Linked DNA regions of Callithrix jacchus: region 2 is linked to region 1. A link is a contact called in public Hi-C data. All regions are on one chromosome and are shown on one strand. The core of a region is the stretch at or near the end of the contact, and the rest is flanking DNA. Distances in the headings are between cores, read along the strand shown. Region 1 overlaps SPTBN2 (spectrin beta, non-erythrocytic 2). Region 2 holds the start of C10H11orf86 (chromosome 10 C11orf86 homolog).

Region 1 (2,880 bases), core at 108-2,607:
CTGGCTGCCAGCTGGTGGATGGTCTGTGCATAGTCAGCCAGGGCTTGCTCCAGCACCTGGTGCTTCTTCACCTCTGCCTGGGCACTCAGTTCATCCTGGGGGAAGGGACGGTGGGAGGGGACAGTGACATCAGGCGGTGGGTCAGCGGGAGGGCAGAACTGGCCACACACCCCGGGCTCTGCCCTGGCCCTCACCTTGGCCTTCTCCTGGCCCATCATGTGTAACTCCTGCTCACCCATCCAGGCCTCCGCCTCAGCAGCATCGCGGTAGAACTGCTGGGCTCGCAGGGCCTCCTCAAGTCGCTTCCCTCGAAGTTCCAGCTCATGGCCCAGGCGTTTCCACATTTCCTGCAGCTCAGCCAGCTCTGGGCCTGCCGCGGCTGCACCTAGCACATGCTGCCGCTCCCTCAGGTCCGCGATCCGGGGCTCATGGCCTTGAATCTCTTTTTGCAGGGTCTGCCCATGGCCACGGAAGAGAAAATGCTGAAAGTCCTCCCCAGCCTCACATGTTCCCGGAGACCACACTTCACCCCTGTGCCTCTCTCCTGCCTGGGTCCTCTGCTTCCTCTCCTAGCCCAGGAATGCAATGGTAATGCCCCTCAGCCCTCATTCTCTCCCACTGAGAGGACCTACCCTCCCAAGGAGGGAGGAGAGAGAGCCACTGAAGCCCAGGATTGTACTCAACATCAAGGTGGGGCCTGATCCTAAAAAACACACGTCCAAGACTGGGGAGGCTGCTGGGAACTTCTCTTTTGCCTTCAGCCTCTGCCTCACCTGGTTTTTCTTCATGAGAAGCTGGACACTGGGCAGGTCCTTGCCATGTTCCATGGAGCTGGCCATGGGCAGCCGCTCTGTCACCCACAACTGGAAGAGAAAGGGGGTCAGTGGAGGCCCAGAGGGCAAAGCGAGCACCAGGGACTGGTTACTGGGAGTGGGGACACCTGGGGCTACTGCCACATGTGTAGGGAACAGTCATCTCTGGTTCTGGGGGACATCCCCAAGTCTCCCTAGAGGGGAGATTGTTAATGCCAAAGAGAAGAGGGAACAGAGCCCTGCTGGCATCTCCCCAGCATACAGGAGGGAGGCTGGAAAGCTTGCTGTCTTTGGCCTTAGTGACTCACAATCTCATCTTCCACGTCCCGGTGGAACTGGTGCTGCTCTCGAGAAGCCTGCAGACGCTGGCAGCGTTCCCGCATGGGCTGGCACAAGGCCCTGAACTTCTCCTCCACGGCCCTTGAGGTCCTCTCCACCTCCCCTGCACCCTGGTCCTCCTGGGCCAGCGCTTTGGCCTGGGCCTGGATCGCCTCCACCTCCTTCTCTCTCACAGCCATCTCCCACTCCAGCATCTGCAACCGTGAGGAGGAAGGGCCTGTTAGCTCTGCATTTCCACTTTCACACCTAGCAGAGACACGCATCTCTATCAGCCCACTGTGGCTGCTTGGTGCTGTGGCTCACCCCAGGAAGAGCATCCCTTCATAGGCTGGATCAGTGGATCTCAAACTTTATGTACCCAAGAATCCAAGGGCGGAGGTTGAAAAATCCCTATTGAGTACTGTGCTCCTTACCTGGGTGATGGATTCAATTGTACCCCAAACCTCAGCATCACACAGTATACCCTTATAACAAACCCGCACACGCATACCCGAATCTAAAAGATTGAAATAAAAAAATCCAGGATAGTGTGATAACTGTGCCTGTTATCAACTGCTGGTCTCATCCCCAATCCATCGTGGTCCTGCTTTAGACACAGGAACTGGTCCCTGTAAACATTCCTCCTTTGCCAGCGGGCGCAATGCTAGGCCTTGTCAGCAGAGGGCGGTGGAGGGACACCACAGTGCCTAGAGGATGAGTATTCCACCCTTCCAGGTACTTTTCTTCCTCCTACAGCTCAACTGTCCACAGTGCGCAAGAGATCCGGTGGCTGTCACTCTCTGGCAAGTTTTGCTGCACTCCAGTGGCCACTTCCTGCTGGCCAGCCTTGGCTTGCTAGTTCCAGACCTGCTCTGGCCTGTGACACCCCAGAAAATTTCCAGGCTATTCAGTGGGTCTCTACCCTCTCTGAGGAGGTCTGAGACTCAGCCATCTTGCTACTTCCTGGGGGACTCCTTGATCCCACAGGTAGCATCTCCCTACACTTCCTATTCTGTATATTTTTTTTTTTTTGACACTGAATCTTGGTCTGTTGCCAGGCTGGAGCGCAGTGGTGAATCTCGACTCACTGCAACCTCTGCATCCGGGTTCAAGCAATTCTTTCACCTCAGCATCCCGAGTAACTGGGACTACAGGCACGCGCCACCACACCCAGCTAATTTTTGTAGTTTTAGTAGAGACGGGGTTTCACCATGTTGGCCAGGATGGTCTCCATCTTTTGACCTCATGATCCACCCACCTCGGCCTCCCAAAGTGCTGGGATTACAGGCATGAGCCACCGTGCACGGCCCCCATTCTATATTCTTTAGAGCAGGGACCAGTAAGTCCAGCTCACTGCCTATCTTTATAAAGTTTTTATTGGACCACAGCCGCACCTCTTTTTTTAAAAATTTTTGAGACAAGTCTTGTTCTGCCCCCCAGGCTGGAGTGCAGTGGCTCCCTCACAGCCCACTGCAGCTGCAACTTCCCAGGCTCAGACAATCTTCTCACCTCAGCCTCCTGAGAATCTGGGACTACAGGTACATGCCACCACCAGGCCTGGCTAATTTTTGTATTTTTTTGTGGGGATGGGGTTTCCCAAAGTGCTGGGATTACAGGTGTGAACCACCACGCCTGGCCACAACCCTTATCTTACATATAATCCACAGCTGCTTTTACAAGGGCAGAGTTGAAGGGCTGTGACAGATCTTATGACCCGCGAAGCCCCAAATATTTACTATTTGGTGCTTTA
Region 2 (2,880 bases), core at 153-2,652, 290 kb after region 1:
CAAACTTTATGTTGAATTGTAGTCCCCAGTGCTGGAGGTGGTCGGATCACAGGGTTGGATGCTCATGCATGGCTTAGCCCCATCCCCTTGGTGCTGTTTTCATAATAGTGAGTGAGTTCTTGTGAGATCTGGTTGTTTAAAAGTGTGTAGGCTGGGCATGGTGGCTCACGCCTGTAATCTCGGCACTATGGGAGACCAAGGTGGGCAGATCACTTGAGGCCAGGAGTTCAAGACCAGCCTGGGTGACAGAGTGAGACTCTGTCTCAAAAAAAGAAAAGAAAAAAGTATACAGTACCTTCCACTGCGTTCTCTCTTGCTCCTGCTCCCACCATGCAAGATGCCTCACTCCCAATTGCCTTCCACTGCGGTTGGAAGCTTCCTGAGGCCTCTCCCACAGCAGAAGCCACTGTGCTTCCTGTACAGCCTGCAGGACCATAAGCCAATTACACTTCTTGTCTTTATAAATTACCCAGTCTCAGGGATTTCTTATTTTCATTATTATTATTATTATTATTTGAGACTGAGTCTTGCTCTGTTGCCCAGGCTGGAGTGCAGTAGTGCAATCTCAGCTCACTGCAACCTCTGCTTCCTGGGTTCAAGCAATTCTCCTGCCTTAGTCTCCAGCATAGCTGAGATTACAGGCACCCGCCACCATGTCTGACTAATTTTTTTTGTTTTATTTTGTTTTGAGATGGAATCTTGCTCTATCACTTAGGCGGGAGTGCAGTGGTGTGATCTTAGCTCACTGCAACCTCCGCCTCCTGGGTTCAAATAATTCTTCTGCCTCAGCTTCCCAGGTAGGTGGGATAACAGGCACACGCCACCATGCCTGGCTTATTTTTGTATTTTTTCAGTAGAGACGGGGTTTCACCATGTTGGCCGGGCTGGTCTCGAACTCCTGACCTTATGATCCGCCTGCCTCAGCCTCCCAAAGTGCTGGGATTACAGGCATGAGCCACCGTGCCTGGCCTTTTTTTTTTTGAGATGGAGTCTCGCTCTGTCGCCCAGGCTGGTATGCAATGGCCCAATCTCAGCTCACTGCAACCTCCGCTTCCTAGGTTCATTTGATTCTCCTGCTTCAGCCTCCCAAGTAGCTGGGACTACAGGCGCACACCACCATGTCCAGCTGATTTTTGTATTTTTAGTAGAGAAACAGGGTTTCACCATGTTGGCCAGGATGGTCTCGAACTCTTGACCTCGTGATCCATCCACCTCGGCCTCCCAAAGTGCTGGGATTACTACAGGCATGAGCCACTGTACCTGGCTGGCCTTTACTCCCTGACTCAGAAGGTAGGGTGGCAGTGGTGAGGTGACTCAGGGATGCTTGGCCCTGTGGCCTGCCCTTTGATTTATGAAAGCCACCTCAGCAGCACCAACCTTTGTTCCCAGCTGATCTCTTGTCAGATGGGTGGCGGCACTGGGGCACCTCAGACAGCCAGCGTCTTGCTGAGGGTGGGAGCATCCTGTGCCTGCAGCCTCTGGAGCTATGGGACCAGGGCTGCGAAGCCAGTCCTTGAGAGGGCCCCGACCCTCCTATGGAAAGCTGCAGGAACCCTGGGGGAGGCCCCTGGAGGGCCAATTCCACAGGGCGCTGAGCCTCAGAGAGGGGCGTGAGAAGTCCAGGTCCCAGGGCCTCGACAGAGGCACAGAAGGGCCAGATGCCGCTGCTCAGGAGCAACTGCCGGGTAGCCTGGGGGATACAGAGCAGCTGATCCAAGCCCAGCGAGGAGGCAGCCGACGGTGGCTGAGGTGGTACCAACAGGTATGGCTGCAGGCTGAAGGATGGAGGGTGCCACAGCAGATAGGTGGGGATTTCAGGGCAGCAAAGGTTCAGAGGGAGAGCCATCTGGGGCTGTGTACTAAGATGACAACCGAGTGGCCTGGAGATGAGGGCGCAGAGAGAGATACCCCAGAGCCATATTTCAGAGGGCCCTGAAGGCATTTGGGATTTATCCCATAGGCGCTGGGGAGCCACTGAAGGTTTTAGAGGAGGAGGGTGATATGGTAAGAGCCGTTTTTAGCAGATTAATCTGACAGTATGTTGGACAGAGGAATGGAGCAGGAGGCAAGGAGATCAGCCAGTACAACTTCCCGGGAAGTACACTGTGTGACCCTTTCACCTCAGGGAAAAGGGGACATCCGGACCCCTTTGTGAGGAGCTGCCGGCTTCTGGTCCCTGCCTCCTTACTCTAAGAGAAAGGGTCGTGAATGAGCAGTGTTTCTCTCCCTGGGGTCTACCCCCACCTCGTGGCTGTGGGTGGAACAACAGCTAAGCCCACCACTCAGCCCGTGGGACCTACTCCACCTCTGTCTTCCAGCAGGTAAGGAGAAGGTGGGACAGCTTTGTCACCATCTTCCCCAGCGTGACTCTGAGTCAGCCGGCCTCCCCGTAGCCCACACTGGGCACCATCAGCTAAAGATGCTGGAAGCCATGGTGGCCCCCCTGCTGTGCCCGGACCAGCCTGCCGTGTCTGCTGACCTACCTACCTCTTCACAGCTCTCTGAACTATGGCTGGGTGGCCCAATGAGGCTTCTGCCACCAGCTCACTGGAGTCCCATGTGGCTGCCCCTCTTAGCTCTGGCCCTCCCACCCCAGCAGCTAGCTCTCTTCGAAGACCCCAGCAGGGCCAAAAAGAAGGGGGTTCAGCTCTCTGCCCTCTGGGCTTGGGTAAGGGCCTTGGACGCTGATTCTATGAAGGTTTAGAAGGAGCCTGCCCAGAATGGAGGCTGTGGACGCTGCTGCCCGACATGAGACCAGCCGTCAACTTCCAGGATGGAGCTTGGTGAAGCCAGACCCATGGCTGAGAGGCTCACGGACGCTGCCTGGTCACTGGGCCATGACCCAACTGCCCTTCTTGTCAGCTGCTGATGGGGGGCCCA

Evidence for each region. Hi-C and Micro-C count contacts between places; a contact is called where the count stands out from the background.
Region 2: a Hi-C map of skeletal muscle shows a contact between it and region 1, with 13 times the contacts expected there. The contact joins the promoter of C10H11orf86 here to the enhancer-like site in region 1. A contact is called at or near these places in 3 of 3 Hi-C or Micro-C datasets (induced pluripotent stem cells and skeletal muscle).

What each region holds. Positions count from the first base shown.
Region 1 is chr10:123,772,999-123,775,878 of calJac240_pri, forward strand. It overlaps SPTBN2 (spectrin beta, non-erythrocytic 2), which reads right to left. Exons shown (of 37, transcript XM_078341475.1): 21 at 1,121-1,345; 22 at 774-863; 23 at 195-455; 24 at 1-95. Among named protein-coding and RNA genes, the nearest start is that of RBM4B, 16 kb to the left of the region's middle. Within about 2 kb of position 1,358, at least 4 of the 16 cell types and tissues checked have an H3K27ac peak or open chromatin away from gene starts, as enhancers often do.
Region 2 is chr10:124,067,887-124,070,766 of calJac240_pri, forward strand. It overlaps C10H11orf86 (chromosome 10 C11orf86 homolog), which reads left to right and starts at 1,403. Exons shown (of 2, transcript XM_009008546.5): 1 at 1,403-1,762; 2 at 2,319-2,880. The coding sequence starts at 1,487. The coding sequence ends at 2,393.